2 separate regions of the Danio rerio genome follow, and region 1 is linked to region 2. Evidence: chromatin contacts called from public Micro-C data. All regions are on one chromosome and are shown on one strand. The core of a region is the stretch at or near the end of the contact, and the rest is flanking DNA. Distances in the headings are between cores, read along the strand shown.

What was found. Hi-C and Micro-C count contacts between places; a contact is called where the count stands out from the background.
Region 1: a Micro-C map of caudal fin shows a contact between it and region 2, with 4 times the contacts expected there. The contact joins the promoter of rab5if here to the promoter of tp53inp2b in region 2. A contact is called at or near these places in 2 of 18 Hi-C or Micro-C datasets (caudal fin and hematopoietic stem cells).

What each region holds. Positions count from the first base shown.
Region 1 is chr23:2,905,343-2,910,050 of GRCz12tu, forward strand. rab5if (RAB5 interacting factor) reads left to right here and starts at 3,400. Exons shown (of 4, transcript NM_199850.2): 1 at 3,400-3,659. The coding sequence starts at 3,552.
Region 2 is chr23:2,633,102-2,638,531 of GRCz12tu, forward strand. It overlaps tp53inp2b (tumor protein p53 inducible nuclear protein 2b), which reads left to right and starts at 2,222. Exons shown (of 4, transcript XM_068216826.2): 1 at 2,222-2,510.

The DNA of each region.
Region 1 (4,708 bases), core at 2,150-4,649, 270 kb after region 2:
TACTCAGCTAACATGAAAACGACTGTCATATTTCCTAGTTTCTCTAAAAGGCCCACCCTCAAGTGACTCTGATTGGTCATCCTCATAATATGCTGTGATTCGCCGATCGGCTCCACGTCACGCCCTGACAAGCACGCGCGTTTTGTGTAAACAGTCAGTCAGTCAACACGTGTCTGTAACGAGTGAAAATGGGATGCGGCTCCTTTAACTGTTTCTGTGCCTTTTAGTGTGTTTATGCGTGTATACGATGAAGTATCTGTAACACGAGAAGCGCATGTGCGCGGGAGAGATTTTTATTGTTCTTTTTCTCTCATGCTCGGATTAAGTTATTTTCTATGGTGACAGAATAAAGCACAAGATGTGAGATGAGACCTTTGTGAGCCTGGATTGATTTGTTTTTGATGTTACACTCCAGTTGGGAAATCATTGCTGTATTTTTTTTAAATCAACGCGTTACAGGACGTCTATCATGCATATGCGGAATATGCCTGTGTAAGTAACATGAATCGTTCACATATCTTTTGCGACTTTATTGTCCGAGTTGTAAAACGCATAGCAAAGCTGCCTATAGAGAGAAACTCTGCCGTCTCCCACAGAGAGACGCAGGTGCTGGCCAAGAGTGCGTGTATGTGTATGTGTGTGTGTGCGTTTACAGCCGTTTGATAAATATGGATTTGTAACGTTAGCTAAGTCGTTAGCGGTTACCATAATTTCCCGTTGTTTACATCTTTGCTACAACACACCGTTAAAGTTAGACACTGTACATGTCATGATCAATTTTAACAAATAAAAACACTTACAGGTCATGACTCAGAGTTCACAGCGTCTCCTTGCTCCATCTTTGAGGAGATTTTAACTGAATCCAGCACTGAACTGGGAGAGATTCTGGAAGCTGTGTTTTGTCAAATCATGCTTGCTATGTATTTTATAGTTCTCTGGAACATAATTAATATTGAACTGTAAGCACTTCTGTGTTTGGGTCGTGTCATTTGGAAGCCCAACAACAGAAACAGAACAGCTCTGTGGAAACAGCAGGATGGCATTTCTCTCTCTGCAGTAAAGTTACAGCGCCTATGGCCACGGCCTTTACCTGCGCAGTGTGGGATGCGCAATAACGAACTTTTGTGATCTCACAGGGGGCGGAAGTATTTTTTGTAGTCCCCAAAATTCGTTAATTGTAGGCGTTGCTAAGCTAACTCTGTACAAATCAAGGTCTCCCTTTGCATTAAACTTTGAATATTTTACATTCAGAGATGCTGTTTATGTTCACACAGCTACATTACACATCAACTGAAGTTTAAAATATAATATCGTAGTGGACCACCCCTTTAATATAAAAATATGTACATACACAGTATTATGATAATATATGAATATAGTTTTAATTAAATGAATCAATTATATATATATATATATATATATATATATATATATATATATATATATATATGTATATATATATATATATATATATATATATATATATATATATGTATATATATATATATATATATATATATATATATAACATAAATAATAGTAATTGTCGCTATATATGAATAGTTCTTGAAAAGAGGTATTGGATACAAGTTTTTCTTGAAAAGAACAAAGAGATCAAGCCTCAGCCATGTCAGGATATCATTCATTCATTCATTTACTTTTCGGCTCAGTCACTTTATTAATCCGGGGTCGCCACAGCGGAATGAACCGCCAACTTATCCAGCAAGTTTTTACGCAGCGGATGCCCTTCCAGCCGCAACCTATCTCTGGAAAACATGTCAGGATAAGTAACGCAAAAGTAACTCAAAAGTACTCAAAAGTAACACATTACTCACCATAAAAAGTAACTAATAAGTAACACAACTAGTTACTTTTTTGGGGAGTAACCTGATATTCTAATTAATTAATTTCTAAAGCAACTTTCCACAACACTGCTTAATAAAGCAAAATTTCTCTGGCCCAGATCTGGCCCACACCATCAGCATTTGCTTGGCCCACATGCCGCAGTGAATTACGGTACATGGCTGGACCGAGTCTAAATTCCATACATAGATAAACGTGGACCATATCTGGGCCAAGTCTCAGCCAAGGTAATACCCATAAATGGGCCAAATAATGTTGGTGTGTCAATGTTTTTTCCTTATGGCTGTGCTTTTTCTTGAAGCGACCTGATTGATAGATTATTTTCTTTACTCAAAAATAACTTTAATGTATTTTAAAAGTGGGTAAAGATAGGCCAACCCTACGTGGCCCACATATACATTTTAACATCTGGGCCAAATACTACATATGATATCTGGCCCAAGTCTTGAGAGCCACATTTAGACAGTGACACCTCGGCCAAACCTAGGCCATATTTGGCCCACATGCTGTATGCCAGTGCCGGACGAATGCCTGCTGTGCCAGCTTTATGCCAAATCTGGGCCAGAATTCTTTGCTACCTGGGATTGGAACCACTTGAGGGAGAGTAAATAGTAAGTACGTTTTACGATGAATTATCTTTTTTAGTAATCTGTAGAACACATTTTAATACAGATTTAGTAATTACTAGTTCATATTAGAGATGAATGAGAGCTGTAATAAATGAAACAAAACTGAAATGAGCTCAAACGGAACTCATTCAGTAGGGTATATGCCTAAGCATGGTAATGGGACTTTTAATTTGCCACTAACCTAGGTTAAGCGCTTCCGGCGAACTGTATGCCAATGCAAAAACCGGCGCGTTTAAGGTCTGTTTTCTTTAAAAATCACAGATCTCCACTGGCTGAATGATTTCCGATATAAAGTGGGTCCTGAATTGTACAAGAAGCACTGCATTAAATTACACGTTCCCCCGCCATGTCTTTATAATATGACCGTTTATTTTACCTCAGTATATTCAATGGAGCTTTTGCCCTAGCCTTCAGATTTTGACAGGCGCGTGCAAGTAAACGGCTTTTTGTCTCGTTTTACGCTTGAGAAACTAAATGAATGCCAAAGTTTATTTAACTGAATGTATTTTAATGACATTACAACATCGATGCTGTAAAAGGAACTGTATACAGTGGAAAAAAAGTACACAATGACAAGTCACCAGAAGTTTATCAGCATGGAAAAAACATTAGCTTCCCCCCTTTTTATTGTCAAACATATGCAATAACAGGGAAATAAGACATGATATCATACAGAGAGAGAAAAACAACAACAATTACACAAAAAACACCATAAAAATATTGGGCTTGCACGTACATTTCATTCATTATTCATTAATTGCCCTACTCTTATATTGCGCTAATTACGGTTCACCTGTAGAGGGCGTGATGTGACTACACGCATGCGTCTGAGGTCGGTTCTGACTTCTTATTGGCTGAGCGCGGAGACGTCGCACTCGCTCATTGGTTGGCACAGCAAGGTCATGACTCGGGCGCGCGTGCGCGGAGTCGATTTCGTGAGCTGTGTCAATGTGGGACGAAAAGCAGCAAATCTGAACCCCTGCGCTTGAATTCCGCCACTAAAACCGAACATTTGGAGTCATATCGCGTGTTTTACCGTGTCTGCAGTCGGTGTGGATCATGTCGAGCAGCTCGAAGCGGAAAGAGGAGGTTCATGCGGTGAATGGAGGAGTAAAGCAGTCCACATGGAGCAAAGCCATCAGCTGTAAAGCAGTGTGGGAAGAGAAGGTCTGATTTTGCACCCATCCACACTTAGGCTAATTCTGACTAGTATCTTTTACTAGTGTACTAGATGTTTCTGTAATGTGTTAAAGCAGATGCTGTCAGGTGTTTGTGAATGTGCTGTTGGCATGTTCACTGTTTAGGGTTCAGGGCTGTAGGTGTCATCGTGTTCAGTAGGGATTGGGCTCTTTAAAGAGATTAATGATACTGCGGTCATGAGCTGATCCTCGTTTATTATCGTATGCCACTAAAATGTGCGAAGATTAGTTTTTATATTCGCAAATTCAGACTTTCATCCTCTTAATAAAAAAGCAGAAAAGTATTATTTGCTCATTTTGTTTTGAAGTCGTGCTTGAATGCTCTTTTTAGACCGAATATTAAGTTTTTTTTTGTTATTTTGAAATTTATTGTAAGTATATACAAAGTCAGCAAGCTTCTAAATATTTTCGCAGTAACTTTTTTTTAATATTGTTGGTTTTATATTCACACATTCGTTCAGTGAAAGCTCCCTGTATTGTTTACCATGGTACTTTGAATATTCTGACTGAAATTATAGAGTTAAAGTTAGTTTTACATTCGCACATTTAGACTTTCCCCTTAATAATATAATTTCATAAAAGTATTATTTGCAAACACTAAATAGCCAAATCAATTTAGCAGCCATTGACTATCAAAGTACAACATAGTTCACTGTCAAATAAACAGTGTTAATGATAGAGGTAAAATTTGGTTTTATATTTGGATATTCAGACATTTTCCTTAATACTATATTTTCATTAAAGTATTGTTTGCAAATTCTAAATAGGTAAATCATATTAGCAGCCAATGACTATCAAAGTACAACACTGTTAACAGTGAATTAGACAGTGTTAATGTTGTTTTGAAGTCCTACTTGCATACTAATTTCAATCGAATATTCAAAGTAACATGGTAAACAATACGGAGACTTCTAAATGAACGAATGTGTGAATATAAAACTAACTTTACCTCTATTCCTTAATTATATAATTTCAGAAAAATATTATTTGCTAATTCTAAATAGTCAAATCCTATTA
Region 2 (5,430 bases), core at 972-3,471:
TCGTTCAAGGTTAATGTTATTATTTTAGTCCAGTCCTAGAGAGGAATTATGGGAAAGTGCATATATCCCATATCCCATCAATAAACAGGTTAGCATGACATTTTTCTTTCATTTTATGTTCACATCTGTTATTTGATACACATTTTGATTTCACTGGAAAGTGTTAAATGACTAGTAGCAATAACTTGATTGCATCAAAAGTACTGTGATTGTTTTAAATGTATATTATGACTACAGACCATTGACTGATTCTGTATTTACAGTTGAAGTCAGAATTATTAGCCTCTCTTTTTATTTTTCTGCTTAATGGAGAGACGATTTCAACACATTTCTAAACATAATAGTTTTATTAACTGATTTATTTTATCTTTGTCTTGATGGCAGTAAATAATATTAGACTAAATATTCTTCAAGACACTTCTATACAGCTTAAAGTGACATTTAAAGGCTTAACTAGGTTAATAAGGTTAATTAGGCAGGTTAGGGTAATTAGGCGAGTTATTGTATAACGATGGTTTGTTCTGTAGACTATCAGGAAAAATAAAATTAGCTTAAAGGGGCTAATTTTGACCTTAAAATGTGTTTAAAATATTAAAAACTGCTTTTATTATGGCTGAAATAAAACAAATAAGACTTTCTCCAGAAGAAAAAAATATTATCAGACATAGTGTGAAAATTTACTTGCTCTGTTAAACATAATTTGGGAAATATAAAAAAAAAATGCAAAAAAATCAATCAAAGGGGGTTTAATAATTCAGATTTAAACTCTACAATTGTTGATGTGTAATTCTAAAGTGTTTTGAAAGATGTAAAGAGATTTTATTTAATTTACTAAATCAAATTAATAATAGCCAGACATAACTATCATGATATTCACAATAATAATCTCTCTCTTACTTGAGTAATTCAGAAAAAATATACTGTTATTGTTAATTTTGTCTGCATTACGTGTAAACAACTCACACAAAACCTATACGTCTGTTCTTAGCACAAATATGCTGGTGAAAAGAATCTAAATGGCAAGGAACAGCATTTGAGTTATTTTCTAAAGACGCTTTAACAGGCCAGTCAACCATCAAGGTCTTGTCATCAATCCGCGGCTCCACATAGGTTGCTCACACGTCTGTCTTCAGACTGTGAGTTATGATTGGTCAAATGTGACGCGTGGCAGTTTAAACCCCGCCCCCGCGGCGAGAGGGAATTGAGGAATGTGGAGAAGGCGGGACAGGCAATATTTACAAACACTGTTTAAAGAGACACGAGCACTGCACTGATCAAATTACACCCAGACTCCAGACAGCGCGGTCACATTATATCCTGAACAGACACCTTTAAAAACGCAAAGTGGCAATGATATGAGATGGAAACTTTTTTTTTTTTTTGCCTTTCAAAAACAATTTATTTATAATTTATTCTGGCTGAGACATGCCAGATATATAGTGTATAACATATAAACATACAAATAAACAAAATGTTTATAAATAACCTAACAAAAAAAAGATCAGCATCAAGCAGAAAGAGAAGGAAACTAAGAGACTGTGCTAACTCAAATGCTGTTCCTTGCCATCTCTTCACCAGCATATTGTGCTAAGAACAGACGTCCAATATGTTTTGTGTGTGTTATTTACACGTAATGCAGTAAAAATTAACAATAAAAGTCTATTTTTCTGAATTACTCAGGTTAGAGAGAGATTATTAATCTGAATATCATGATAGTTATGTCTGGCTATTGTTGATTGGATTTAATAAATTAAATAAAATCTCTTTACACCTTTCAAAACACTTTAGAATTACACATCAACAATGCGTTTGCTCACATCAGACTACATTTTATAGCTTTTCTTCATAACATTACATTATTTTGTTATAACTGTTGACGTTTTGATAACTGAATGACATTACAGCTACAGAAAGTAAGTGCATTTTGTAGCTGAAATGTCCTTCAGTTATCAATATTAAACATCAGTATCAGTATTATTCTGGTGTTTTGTAAACACCAAACCCAAAACACAGCACCAGCATTACTGTACGCTGAGCTCCACCGCTGATTTATGATTTCATATGCGATTGTTTAAGGTGAAGCGAATGATGAGGCATATCTGCCCAACCCCCACCGCTTCATTTACTGCTCTCGGTCTGGTGTAAACATCTGATTGGTCCAGCTGAGGGAGTGGGCGTGGCTCTGACCGTTGCTACGAGCGCCGTGACATCACAATCAGCTGTTTTGTACGTTCTGTATTCTGATCTGCGGATCAGCTGGGCGAAGCAATAACATCACCAACAGTATCTGCTGGGGAAAATAACGTACAAGCCGCAGATCCCACGACTGAAACGTCGTGTAAATCTGATTTTACACGCGGATTTCTTCTAAGAAGAAGGACTTTTTCATATTTTTTTGTGAATTTTACTACCTCATATAAACGAATACCTAAAGCTATGCTTTAAGATTTTTGTTGTTGTTGTTGTTTTATTGTGTGGTCGTCGCGTTTACAACTTGAATAATTTTGCAGGTAAGACGCTGTATACATCTCCTCTGTCTGTTCTGTTGAAGCGAGATCTGTTTGTGGAGCAGAATCCGCTCCGTCTGTTGTGACTGAACTAGATCGGACATGTCTAGTTGAACACAGCGGTATACAGTAGATGATTCTGCACGAGCAGTTATTCTGTTATTAAACCATCTCACACGACATCATCATCGTTTTGCTCTCGTCACAGATGCGTTCATCGAAAGCAGTGTTCTCGATGGTGTACCTTTCAGAATCCGTCGTAAAATGACACCTATAGGTCACTGATGTTGTGTTTTACGTTTGCATTTAGCAGCAGTGGGGGTTTCCGTATAGATAAATAGAGTTGTAATACTCGTCCAGTCTTTGATTATATCGAAAATGTGTGTTTTTTGTAATGGTTTGTGTGGTTATATGAGCGATGGTAATACCCTTGATCCGAGCTGTCATTGCTTTGACCCTTTGCGCTCAGTCTCTCTCTCTCTCTCTTCGCATTATGCGCTCATATTCACTGCTGTTATGCGTTTATATTTTATGCTGCACTAATTTCCCATCGATTCACACAGGATTCATTAGTACAAACGGGATTTGATGTTGTTTTTTCAGGCGGCATCAGTCAGACTTTCGCTGAAATCGTTTTTTAATAATCAACGGTTGGTTAGTTTTAAGTGTGCATTCTGTGCATCTTTGAAAAAAGCAAACTATTTTTATATTCTGTCACAAACGCCGTAGTCACAACAGTTTGTGTCGGTTTCTATCGGAACGATCCTGTTCCCTCTGTTTTTTCATCCTCTGACCGCTAGTCTTGAGATGGGCTGGGCTGCGCCAATGACGTCATAAACACGCAGGGTTCCTTAAGCCCCGCCCACCGGCAGCAGGATTGAATATACAGGTCGTCAGCAGGGGGAGCCGTCGGGAGCCAAATTAAATGCTTTTCATTTCAGTAAATATGACGCAGTGAATAGGATTTTAATGTTATTGCATAAGAAAAAAGTGTTTATTTATCTGTACTTATGAGCAATTCCATGCAAACGTCAACATTGCCCTGAAAAGAGTAAGTTTTCACCAAAATATTGAAATCCTTTCTATGTTTTTTTTTTTGTAGGCTTATATTTTAATTTATAGGACTGTAAAAATACTCAAAAATGTCCCTGTTATTATATTTGATTTACCAAAACCACATTTTCACATATGTCACATCCATAATGGAGAGATGGCACATCCATAACGGAAGCTTTTTCCTCATAAATGCAAAAATGTTGAACAAATTAAAATCAATCATGTTTATTCTATAGAAATTTGGCATTTTTATGAAAAACAAATTGCGTTTCTGTGTAATAATCTGTTGATTGTAGCAACATTTTATATTCACAAATGTAGATTTGTTGAAGTTTTTCTTTGTTTCAAAGCATTTAAAAATTATTTAAACATTTTATATAAATTTATAAAAAGCTGAAAAACAAAAGGTTCCTCAAAGCTCTCTAAGCTTTTGTCAACTTATATGGGACTGACCCTCCCTGAATGTAATGTATTTTCTTTTGTATTATTTATGGTTTGTTTATGTTATTATTATTTGTACTGTTTTGTTTATTGTATGCTGCTTGGATATAATGTTATATATGTTTAACTACGGAAGTTGAACATGTCTGTTTGTTATTTGAAGGTTAAAAAAATGTTTGTTCTATAGAGAGCCAACTTTTATTCCTTAGATTATTATTGTTTCTTTTGGGATGTCCAGTTTAATTTAGAGAATTTCTACAAAGTATGTTGTGTACTTTAAACTCGCTAAGTCAGATCCATAACACATGCTTATTTCCCTCATTTAAAACCGAAATGTTGTTTACAGATTGATATTTTTCTGATCTCAAACCTCTGTGGTTAGTTGTTTTGTAAAATATAAACATATTTCAATATAATGTTAACATATACTTTTTCTGTTTTGAATTTTTACTGCAAATGTCACATCCATAACGCTGGAATTGCTCATGTGTAAATGTTTTCTCCCTCCTATATTTAATGTCGGAAAACATTAGGATTTTTTTTTTTTTATTTGACTGTTAGCTATAGATTGTAAAATGAAGTGCTCTAAATCATCGTCCTGCTCCTGGAGGTTTACCATCCTCTAGATTGCAACCCCAGTCAAACATACCTGAAGCAGCTAATCAAGGTGCTCCTAATTACAGGTGTGCTGGAGCTGCATGGAAAGCCTCTGGGATCAGGGTTGGTGATCCCTGCTTTAAATCATAATCTTCTTAGTTTTTGTACAGTAGTGTTTATAATAAAACACAAATAAACATTGTACACTTGCCCATTATTAAAAAATCCAGAGAGCCTATAAAGTGGTCTCTTATTTTTTATTTTTTAGAGAATTGTGCATCACTTTTTTTTATTTGCAGGTTAAATAAATTATCTTCAGCCATTTAACTATTTTTTATTAAGCAAATTGACATTTTGATTAATTTAAGATTAACAAATTATTAATGCAAATGGATGTAGATAGATAGATGGATAGATAGATGGACGGATGAACAGATAAATTAATAGACAGATAGACCAATAGATAGATGGATAAATAGATAGACAGACAGACAAACAGAACGATAGATATATAGATAGATAGATGGATAGATAGACAGACAGACATATAGATAGATAGATAGATAGATAGATAGATAGATAGATAGATAGATAGATAGATAGATAGATAGATAGATAGATAGATAGATAGACAGACGGACGGATAGACAGATCGATAGATAGATAGAAATACAGATAGACAGAAAGACAGACAGATAGATAGACAGACGGACGGATGGACAGACCGATAGATAGATAGACAGACAGACGGATAGACAGACAGATAGACGGATAGACAGACAGACAGACAGAAAGACAGACAGATAGATAGACAGACGGACGGATGGAC